Linked DNA regions of Mus musculus: regions 2 and 3 are each linked to region 1. A link is a contact called in public HiChIP or PLAC-seq data. All regions are on one chromosome and are shown on one strand. Each heading gives the region's core, a stretch centred on a gene start, on an enhancer-like site or on the middle of the called end of the contact. The rest is flanking DNA. Distances are from core to core; before and after follow the strand shown. Region 1 holds the start of Dlgap3 (DLG associated protein 3). Region 2 holds the start of Gjb5 (gap junction protein, beta 5). Region 3 holds the start of Zmym4 (zinc finger, MYM-type 4).

Region 1 (3,385 bases), core at 808-3,307:
CCTTATTAATTACTGGATTGGTGTTCTCTATCTGAGGTAAACCTGTTTGATTAATTAGTAGGTTCCAGGACGGGAACTCCATCGTGTTCTTTCTGATTTTGTTTGAAAAAAATCTAAACTTTAATAATTTATTTAGTGTGTATGGGGGCACGGGCTGCGATGCTTGCACTTGTGTGGAGGTCAGAGCAACTTGGGAGAATTAGTTATTGTCTCCTTCTACTGTGTGGGCTTGGGGGATGTAACGCAGTCATCAGGTTTGTCACCAGGCATCCTTACCTGCTGAGCCACCTCACCAGCCCTTAGGTTCTCAATGTGAAAACATAGCTCTTTGGTAATGGCAAAGAAGAAAAAGCTGTATACTAAATGTCCGTGTTCATTGTAAAATGCCTTCCGGTTTACAGAATACGTCTTAGAACTGACAGAGCATGGCGGTACCTTTTAGCATTCTACATGATGACTGTTCTTATGCTCCATGGGAAATGAGACATTTCTCTCAGTTCTACAAAGTGTTCCTGAACCAACTTTCTATCTTACTTTCTCTGACATCTGCTCTTGGCTGAATAAATGCTGGTCTGGGAATTGTCTGCAGCCTCACTACATGATTGAAGGGACGATTGAAGTGGTCTCGTGGGCGGTAAGATAGTTGGCTAGTCTGTTCATCTCACTAGACTGCTTGGTTTCCCGCGGGGGAAGGGTCCTCTAGGTCCCTTTTTGTCATTTATGTAATGTGGCACCTTAAAAGGTCCCTCTAGGGAATGGGTGTGGGCTTGGCTCCAGGTTCTAGCTCCTTAGGACCCACGAATTCTACTTACCGTGCCTCAGTTTGCCCGGTTACTCAAGGAGGAGAGACAGTGACACCAAAGAAATACAGAGAAATAGGAGTCATTGTTGGGGACCCTGACTCAGAACATCTCCCAAGGTCTGTCCCTAGGGTGGTGGACTGTCTCAAGGCTCCAAAGCCCACACCTCACCACCTTAAGTTTTCAATACCAGACAAGGTAGAGGATGTAGCTCGCCTTCTACCACAACTTGGAGCGCCCGCGTGCCCTCAACACCCGCCGGGAAAGTCAGAATTCAGAACCGGCCCCTCCCCCATCTCCTCAGCCCCTCCTCCTGCGGCTTCCCCACGCGGCCCCCTCCCCCCCATTACAGCATTGCTCTGGGCGCCAAGACGGATTCCAGCCAGGGACTGCTGCAGTCAGCTCTCAGCGCTTCTGCAGCTTGTGTCCTGGCTCTGCAGCTTCGCGCTGTGCTTCGGACAGTCCCCTTTCCCCCCTCTACCCCACCCCCGCCATGGCACAGCCCCTGGCTCGGGGCCCAGAGGTGGGCGGGCACAGTGGGCACGGGTGGGGCCCCCAGCTAAGACGGCAGGTATAGCGGGGTTATCCCTGCACACTGGGGATTGCCTCCGCTGGCGGACTGTGGGTGAGGGACGCCTGTCAAAGACTCGGAGGCCAGGCACAGCGCCCCGCCCTGGCAGGGGTGGGGCAGAAGGGACTAGTGCGGAGAAGGGGGACTCCTAGAGCCCAGGCCAAGAGCTGGGGTCGGGTTTACAGACCCGGGAAACTAAGGACAGGAGCCTAAGAGGACGTGCCTGCGAGGGGGAGGCTGTGTGTGACATTCAGGGTGTGACTGCCTCGGTGAGGCAGCCGTGTGTCTCCCCCAGCTGCCCGCGCTCTGGGCTTGGGTCCCGGTGCCCAGGTCTGCTGTGCGCGGTCGTGACACCGAATGTGCTGGTTCCTGGGTCTTCGGTACACACCGACCCGGGGGACCACATTCGCACCCCCGAGCTGGGCCTCCCCGGCGCTGTCGCTCAGAGACGCGGGCGCTCCTCCGGGACCGCGGCGGCTGCCCGCCGGCTGCGACCTCGGTCCTCGCGGGGCCGCTGCGGGGGCGGGGAGCGCGGGCCCCCTCCCTGTCGCGGGCTCCTGGCTCGGCCGCCCTGCGCGGGGGCGGGGGCGGGGGCGGAGCGCGCGGGCGGGATCCCCCCGCCTCCCCGTCCTGGTCCCCGGGAAATCCAGCCTCCGTGGCTTGGCCGCCTCCGGCTCCCGCGCCCGCGGCCGCTCAGCACTCGCTCGGGGCTCCGCAGCTGGCGCGGCCCCTCCGCCGGGGGCTCCGCAGTGTCGGGTCCGGGAGCCCGCACTCGCTCCCGCAGCCGCAGCGCCCCCGGCCCGGGCCGCCGGCACCATGTAACCCCGGCTGGAGCCCGACCGGGCCAGGTAAGCAACCGGGAGGGGTGGGGATCGGGCCGCGCTTGCCGCGCCCTCTGCAGCGCCCCCCAGGCTCAGCCCCGCTGCAGCCCCGGCGCCGCCCACGCCCGGGGCTCCAGCGGCCTGGACTCCGGCCCCGAGATGGGGGGGAGGGGCTGGGCCTCTGCGGCCGCCCCCGGCCTCACCCTGGGCCTGGAGGCCGGCGTGACTGACCCCGGGGACGGGTTGGGGACCACGCGCTCCGCAGACGCGCTGTCCCGGCTGGGGCCGCGGGAGGCCAGCCAGCGCCCGCCCAGCCCTTGCCCGGCTGGAATGGAAGCTTGGGTCTGGGAGGGAGTAGCCTGCTGGCTGTGGGGGGAAGTCGTGGTGTTGGGGAGATCCGGAAAGAAGTTTCCTCTGCAGGTGTGTGAGCGTGCATGTGATGAGGGTGTCACCGTGTGGGTCTGTGGGTGAGTGAGTGTAATGCAGTGAGCGTTCAGGGTGTTAACCGTCCATGAGTCTGTCGACATATGTGTGGTTGAGTGTGTGCTGGCACTGTGTGGCTGTGTATGTAGGTGTCTGAGTGTGTGTGTATGAATGGACGTGCGTGTGCATGTGCATGTGCGACTATCTCTGTGAATGGGTCTGGGTATGTGTACTGTGTGACTGTGTGGGAATACATCCAAGCAGGGTTCACCCACACCTGGGTTTTGCCCCGCCCCCATTCTTGGTGGGACTTAGCACGGGAAGATCCTACTTTTCCCGAGGTCAGACCGCCCCCTCCCTCCAGAGTCTCCTTATCCTGGACACAGACAAGAGCACTCTGCACCTTCATCTACTTCCTGGGGCACCCTCTGCGAAGTCACTGGTATCTTTCCCTCATGCTGAGTCCCTGCTGGTGGTGAGCCTAAGGCTGTATACCTGTGTGTGGGGATACTTTTTTGGGGGAGGGTGAAGAGTACTAGGAGCTTGTGTTATTTCAATGATGCTTGGCCAAAGGCCCTTTAGAATGAGGAGGCCAGGAGGAAGATCTACCTTGTTAGTCATTGGAGCAGGTGGCTTTTTCCCAGAGTTCCAAGTCCCAAATCTCCAAGTTCTGGGTCGTTGGTTTAGCTCACGGTTCAGGTGGGTCTGTACTTAGTTCCTTGAAGTAGTAATAGAAGAATGTATCTGTATCAGTCTAGGACTTTTGAAAA
Region 2 (3,563 bases), core at 1,036-3,535, 190 kb after region 1:
AGGGAGGGTATATCTGGGATAGAATGCGTGGAAGAGGTAGAGGAAGATAATGTCTATGGTGGCCTTGAACGAGAGGCTGAAGACGTATGTCCACCAGAGTCCACCCCGCTTCTTGCCGGGATTCGGGTAAAGGTAACCTTCACCAATCTTTTCCTGGTACTTCTTCTCTCGAGCCTTTCGATAGGCCACATGCATGACCACAAGCAAAGAGGGGCAGGTGACCAGGATGAGCTGCAGAGCCCAGAGGCGCACGTGAGACACGGGGAAGAACTCATCGTAGCAGACATTGGTACAGCCCGGTTGCCTGGTGTTGCAGTCAAAATCCTTCTGGTCGTCTCCCCACACGCGCTCAGCTGTCACCAGGTACACCAGCACACGGAAGACGAAGACCAGAGACAGCCAGATGCGACCAAAGGCTGTGGAGTACTTGTTGACTCCGCTCAGGAGTCCCTCAAAAACACTCCAGTTCATGGTGGACTCAAGGGCTGGCTGCTCCTGCAGGGGAACGAGAATGTCATTTCCCACGTTAGGGGGTGCTCAGCTTGAGAACTTCACAGAGATGTGTCATCACAGGACTAGGCAGTATTATACCCCCATTTTATAGCTCAGAGAAACTGAGGGTTAGAGGTGTATATAAAGGTTACTTGACTATTAAAGGCAGAGCTGGCATGGAGGCACAGGTAGTTAAGTTCGAGCAACCCTGCTCATAAAAGAGGGTGGGTGTTGATGCCAGGAACCAGTCATCCGGAGTCCTCGAGCCTTGGGCTATTCCCCCTCCGACCTCCCCCTCCAAGGGAACCTACTTTCTGTTCTTTGCTGTTAATGTCCAGGCAATTAGGTGCCGCTTACCTGAAGGTGAGACACTAGTAATTAGATGGACTTAGATTAAAGTAGGGAGACACGGTGCTCTTTTTACAAGAGGCTCCCCAGAACAAGCAGGTGGGCCAAGTTTTCCCAAACGGTTGTTTCACGAAACCCCTGGCCCATAGGCAGACAAAGAGATTCTCGAGAGAAAATAATTCTGTGTTCAAGGCAACCTGGCAAGTAGCTGCGTTCATCAAAATTAAGCAGGTCACGTTTCTCACCCATGCTAATAAATGAATTCACTTTGTGACTCCCTCAAAGCAGGATGCAAAGAGGCAGCATTACCAGAGTGCCTCTGACCACAGAGCCCCCTTTCATCTGCACCTAGCTTTGATCATCTTTTGTTGGACAGCTTTGTCAAACACCAGTGTGACACATGCCTTTCTGGTGGGTTCTGCTGGTGAACTTGGTGTGAGTGACTAACTCAGTTTCATTTGTGCAAAAGAGTCCCTGCTTCTCCCAGTAGGAAGCCCTCTCTAACCAATTCCTGGAGGAATGATGGAGGCATACTGGGACCAAGGCATTGTGCACCCCGATGCGCACCCTGCCGCACACTTCAATGTGCTGGCTTGTGTGGAAAGTCACAGTCGATCTGACCTCAGCAGGGTCAGCTGCAAAGCAGGGTCAACTCCCATCGTGCAGTAAGAGGCATTTTCCGAAAACCAGTATTATCCCCTTATAGCATGGGGTATGGTATTTAGCAGCCAGAGAGCTAGTAAGTAACAGAGTCGGGACTCAGACTCAGGCTGGCTGGCTCCAGAGTCCACTCTGCAAACTGTCCAGTTTTGAGTTGGCGCCCTTTCCTCAAGTTTTCGTGAATGGCCTGCTCTCCCATGCGTCTCCCTTTTCTTTCTGATGGAATTTGGGTGAGAGCGTCTAGGGGTGTCTCTATTCCTCACCCCATCTGGCTATATCACTCCCCACTTGGCCACGTGGTGGCCTGGCTTTGAGTCACTGACTTCTCTGTACAGTCCTGTCTCAGGTGGGTGGGGCTGGCAGCGTCCTAGGAACACCCAGGGAGGCCTAGCCCTAACCCCAGGGCTCTGCGGGCTGCTCCAGAATTGGGGCTGTCTGCAGCGGAGCTCCGCCCTACTCAGCCCCTTTCCTTCAGCTCCAGGCCCCCAGTTCCATCACCTTTGCGGGTTGGGGAGAAGAGGAAGAGCCCAGAATACAGGAAGGAGTGCCTCCCTTCATCAGGACACAGGATGGCCCATGCATCCAGGCCACCACCCTCCAACCTCCTCCAGAGAACTCGGTCCGGTTAGGTGTGCTGAGTCCTTTACCTGAGCAGCGACTCCTTAGGGCTCCCTTAGTACCCGCTCCTGGAAGCCAGCAGTTGGGGTTCAGCAAGCATCAGAATTCATGTCAGAATCAGGGAAGGGTTTCTGGTAAAGCTCATTCTTGGGGCAGAGGCTGTTGAGCAGCCCAGGCGTGTCCTGTTGGCCAGGAGGGGTGTGTGTGTGGGAGGAGCTGTGGGCTGCCTAGCCATTGGCTAGGTCCAGGACTCTCAAAGACTGCCTCCGTTGAAGCTCCAGAAAAAAGCCCTAGGGGTTTCCCTCCTTCCAAAGCAAGACTTCAAGCATCTTCTCAAGAGAACCCCCTACACTTTGACCTTTCACCCCCAACCTTGTGTGGGGATGAAACGCTAGCCCTGCCCTCTATAAATTCTTCTTTCCGAATTCTCCCGGGCCAACTCTTTCGAAGAGGGCTTCTAAGGGCTGATGACTGCATTCTCCCTCCCTCCCCTCCTCCCTCTTCCCTCCTCCTCCATTGCCCCTCTCCGCCCTTGTTCTGCAGCTGAAGCCCACACATCGCATGCGCGCAAGTCCTTCATCCCTGTGTGGGGCTCTCACATCCTTGATCTGACCCTCCAGTTACTCTCCAGTCCCTGCATTTGCTTTTGTCTCTTTAGAGACAGCGCAGGTTGGCCTCCAACTCTGGGTGCTCCTGGTTCAGCCTTTTGAGTGCTGAGAATCTCAGCTCGGAGACTCAGTTGTTGCGCATGCCTGGATGAAGCCTATCTGCCACACACCTTCTCTCCTAAGGCACATCACAGTCTTCTGGGGCTCTGGAGACTAGACCGTATCTCAGCACTATGCTCTGGGACATTTTAAGCACCAAAATGATCAAAATCCAAAACCAACCAACCAAACAAACAAATAAACCAGGGAAATGAAGGATGGGGTGTGGCTCAGCGAGTCTGCTAGCAAACTTAAAGCCTTGGGTTGGGTCCCCACCGAGGCAGAAAGGGGGTGTGGTGGTGCATGCCCGTAATTCGAGGGCTTGGAGTTGGGAGACAGGAGGATGAGGATTTCAAGGCCATCTTCTCTATGAAATAAGTCTGAGGCCATCCTGGGCTAAACGAGAGACAGTCACAAAACAAACAACATAAAATGAGACAGACACGTGCAGGGTTTATAGAAGGAGAGCTGCAGGAAGGCAGGCGTGGCTCTCTTGGCTTCAGCCCTGGAAGCGCTGGGCAGCTCTGTATGAACGGCCACCATCGCGCCCAGAGTGGAGATTTTTGTGTTACACACATGTTCTAATGAGCCTGTGAATTCTATGGAATTTGTGACCAAACCTATGTGTGAACCCCCCTCCCCCACCCCCATCTTCCAATGGAGAGGAAAGGCTGGTTGGAACCAGTCCCCGCAGTGGTTTATGGGTGCACGTGTTACATTTGGGGGCACACTAAGCAA
Region 3 (3,472 bases), core at 859-3,358, 200 kb before region 1:
AGAGCACCCGACTCCTCTTCCGAAGGTCCAGAGTTCAAATCCCAGCAACCACATGGTGGCTCACAACCATCTGTAAAGAGATCTGACTCCTTCTCCTGGAGTGTCTGAAGACAGCTACAGTATACTTACATATAATAAATAAATAAATCTTAAAAAAAAAAAAAAGACTAATGAATGACTGGGTAAAGAGATGGCTTGATGAAATAACTAGGTTTGGTAAACAAGAATCTGGGAAAACTGTCAATAGTAGAATCTAGGGGTTTGGGAATGCAGTAGCACCCTGAATCTAAACTGTATTTTTACTTTTATTGATGGTTATAAAGTTTTCTAATGACCTGTTAGAAACATCATTTACATTTTTAAAAAGAGAAACTCCTCAGGCTAGGAGTCTACCTCAGTGGTATAGGCTTGTCTATCAGATGTTAAGGCCCAGGATCCAATGACAGGACTAGAAGAATTAAAAAAAAAAAAAAACCTTAAATGCAACCAACACAAGCATTTGCAAACCTGTTTTCAAATCTCGGATCAAAACTCTGGACTTTGCAAACTTAATTATGTAAGATAGGAAATAAATCTACATTTCAGCCACAAATGGGCTGCATAGTTACTGTGAGGTTGAACTCTTCACAAAGCACTTCGTGCAATGTCAGGCACACAGTCAGCACTCAGGATGTTAACAGTATGCATCTTTGAATAGACATTTATGCTGAATGAAAAAGCATTTTTGGTTAAGATTCATGTTTTAAGCAGCTTGGTTTAACAACTAACTCATCATTTGGAGACCATTTCCAAAAGGAAAACTCCTGATAGGAAACTTAACAAACTTGATGCTTAACATGCTGGGTGAGGGGAAGTTTAAAAAAAAAGCCTTGAAAAACATTACTCAGTGGATAGTATTGTTCTCCATCTGAAGAAAATGAATCACAACTAAATTAAAAATAAAAAAAGTTTCAAGACAAACTTTTAAACGGCTTACAACTCCTGTGTAGACAAGGCTTTACCTAGGGCAGGCAAGGCTGGCTGGGTACATCCTAAGGACAAAACTTGTCACTCTTCCACGTTACTAACTGCAGGTAAAGAATGCTAGACTATAACACATCCGTGGCTATCAGAACACATTCCCCCAACTTCAAGACGACAACCCCACTTCTTCTAAGGTGAAGAGAGCACCATGTCCACTTTGGGGCTTGATAACGGTCAAGGGGGAGGGGAGTGGAGGCAGGAAGATGAATTGGCTCCGGGGTTCCCGCAGCACCCTCCCGGTTACTCCTCAGGAAACGACCAATCCTCCACGACTTCTTCCCGCCACCTCTACCCCCACCTGACCTCTCCCCAGAGAAACTTCCATAGACTCCCTTTTCCTCGAGGATGCAGAAGCGGAGTCTGACACCTTGCGTCTCCCAGGCTCCCCCCCCCCCCGAATACGCACCACCACCCACACGCCGGCAAAGGGAGGGGAGCCAAGCGGACCACGGCCCCCGCCCCTCCCCCTCCCCGCCGGCCACCGAGCTTTGTCCCACCTGCCGAGGGGACCCCGGTGCCGCCTCGGGCCGCCCCTCCCTCCGGCCGTCGACCACCGCGCCACCCGTGAGCTCCGGGCTGCTCGGGGCCGGCCGCGCCCCGCCCCCCGCCCGCCCGCCCGCCCGCCTGCCCGCAGCCCGCAGCCCGCAGACGGCCCGCGGCCTCACCTCACCTACCCTCTTTCGGGGGCCGGTCTCCACCTCCCGCTCCGCCATGTTGGGCCCCGCTCGGAACCGCGGCGGCTCCCGGCGCGGCGGCCGCGGCCCCTCTCGGCCCCCGCCCACACTGCAGACACCGGCGCTTCACCCGCTGCGGTTCGGTCCCCCTCGGCCCCCGCCGGGCCTGGCGCGGGAGTGACGAGGGGGGCGGAGGCCCGCGCGCTTAGCCGCAGCTCCTGGGGTCCCACGGGCGGGCGCGTGGGCGCAAGGGCCTGCCGGGGCAGGGGGGCCGGGACTCGGGGGGTTAATGGCCTCCAAGGGGCCCCGTGAGGAGGATTATTTTCTCTCAGAGAAATTCCTCCGCCAGTGGTTTTCTTAAAGGGATCTCCAAACCAGCCCCTTGCGCGCGCCCCTGATGCGCAGGCGCGCCACAAGCCCCTCCTCCCTTTCCCACCAAGCCCCCGGTCCTGAGCGTGCGCGGTGAGTGGCCCAGGCTAGGCCTAATCCTGTTAGTCTCTTTGCTGCCAGCAGCTGCTCCCACCACTCAACTATGGCCGCTCCCTTAAAGGGACCATGACGAAGGGATGATGTCAGAATGAAAGATCTTAATGGAAGGACTATCTGGTGAAATGTCAGTGAGGGGTTCACATCACCACCCTACACCTGACTACAGAGATATTGCCAAAAGGAGAGAACCCTGATGAGCCAAAGTTCTCAGTGACCCTATGAACATGAAGAATCCCAACCAAGAAGAAAACAAGACTGTTATCTGAAGGAGAAACCAACAGCTTGTCAAGTAAAGGGCGTCGACTCTCAAGGAACAACTTCCAACCTTAAAACCAGATCCACTGGTAGTGTTGAAGGCAGAACCAATAACTGAAGACAATTTCCTCAATACCTGCTTGCCATTAGAATACTAAAATGAAAAAGGATCTTAGAAACCATCTACTCCATTGCTTTCAAAGTTAACATTGCCAGTATGGTCATTTGAAATAAATTAATTTACCTCAAGATATCGAGTGGCTGGTGAGGAGCTAGAACACAGTCTGGAATTGCATTCCTCCAGGATTCTGAACACACAAAACTGTCGTCAAGGCAAAAGAACATAAAATGTCAAGAGTCTTGATAGTTCAAGAACATGGCTGCTCTCCTGAGAAGTTTCATGGTGATGACCTGCAACTGCTGTGTGCCATCATTTGCCTCCACTGAAGGAATTTGAGGGTCTGACTTAAAGAATAGGAGCTTGAACTGTCAAGGCAGGAAATCCAAGGGTAGGCACTATCTTCCCTGAAGCACAACGAAGCCAAAGATAATGAGAGCTGAAGTCCCCTCTTGGATTCTTAATGAAGACATAGGCACAACAGACAGACATATAGTAAAAAATACAAGGAAATTAGTTTAGGTTGGTTGGAGTTGGGTTGGTTGGAGTTGGATTGGTTGGAGTTGGGTTGGTTGGAGCTAGGTTGCTATGTAACCCAGAGTGGCCTGAAACTGCTGGTCTTCCTGCCTTGACCAAGTGCTTGGACTGCTGGTATACTAGGAAATCCCCAAAGAACTAATTAAAAAAAATGTTTAAGTCTCTGAAGAGTTGTTATTCTCCATGGCAATACAAGGGGACCCAGAGCTCCTCTGCTCACAGGGTGAAAGTTGCTCTACAGCTGTACTTCTGTGTGTAAGTCAGTAGCTCTTTGAACCCAGGAACATTGGCTGAACACTGAAATGGCTGAAAGTTTCCATGCTGGTCCTTGATTCTCCCTTGGGCCTGTTATCTTTTGTTTCACTTATGGGTAGAA

Evidence for each region. HiChIP or PLAC-seq counts read pairs in DNA pulled down with a chosen protein or histone mark.
Region 2: a contact with region 1 is called in an H3K4me3 HiChIP or PLAC-seq map of embryonic stem cells, with 2.4 times the contacts expected there. The contact joins the promoter of Gjb5 here to the promoter of Dlgap3 in region 1. A contact is called at or near these places in 4 of 39 promoter capture datasets (the 3T3-L1 cell line, cranial neural crest and liver), 7 of 484 Hi-C or Micro-C datasets (all in embryonic stem cells) and 4 of 115 datasets of contacts at active chromatin or transcription factors (embryonic stem cells and pancreatic cancer cells).
Region 3: a contact with region 1 is called in an HNF4G HiChIP or PLAC-seq map of pancreatic cancer cells. The contact joins the promoter of Zmym4 here to the promoter of Dlgap3 in region 1. A contact is called at or near these places in 1 of 39 promoter capture datasets (hippocampal neurons), 1 of 484 Hi-C or Micro-C datasets (embryonic stem cells), 2 of 115 datasets of contacts at active chromatin or transcription factors (embryonic stem cells and pancreatic cancer cells) and 1 of 9 other capture datasets (liver).

What each region holds. Positions count from the first base shown.
Region 1 is chr4:127,167,147-127,170,531 of GRCm38.p6, forward strand. Dlgap3 (DLG associated protein 3) reads left to right here and starts at 2,058. Exons shown (of 12, transcript NM_198618.5): 1 at 2,058-2,219.
Region 2 is chr4:127,355,879-127,359,441 of GRCm38.p6, forward strand. Gjb5 (gap junction protein, beta 5) reads right to left here and starts at 2,286. Exons shown (of 2, transcript NM_010291.3): 1 at 2,148-2,286; 2 at 1-495. The coding sequence starts at 471.
Region 3 is chr4:126,966,119-126,969,590 of GRCm38.p6, forward strand. It overlaps Zmym4 (zinc finger, MYM-type 4), which reads right to left and starts at 2,109. Exons shown (of 30, transcript NM_001114399.2): 1 at 1,698-2,109. The coding sequence starts at 1,736.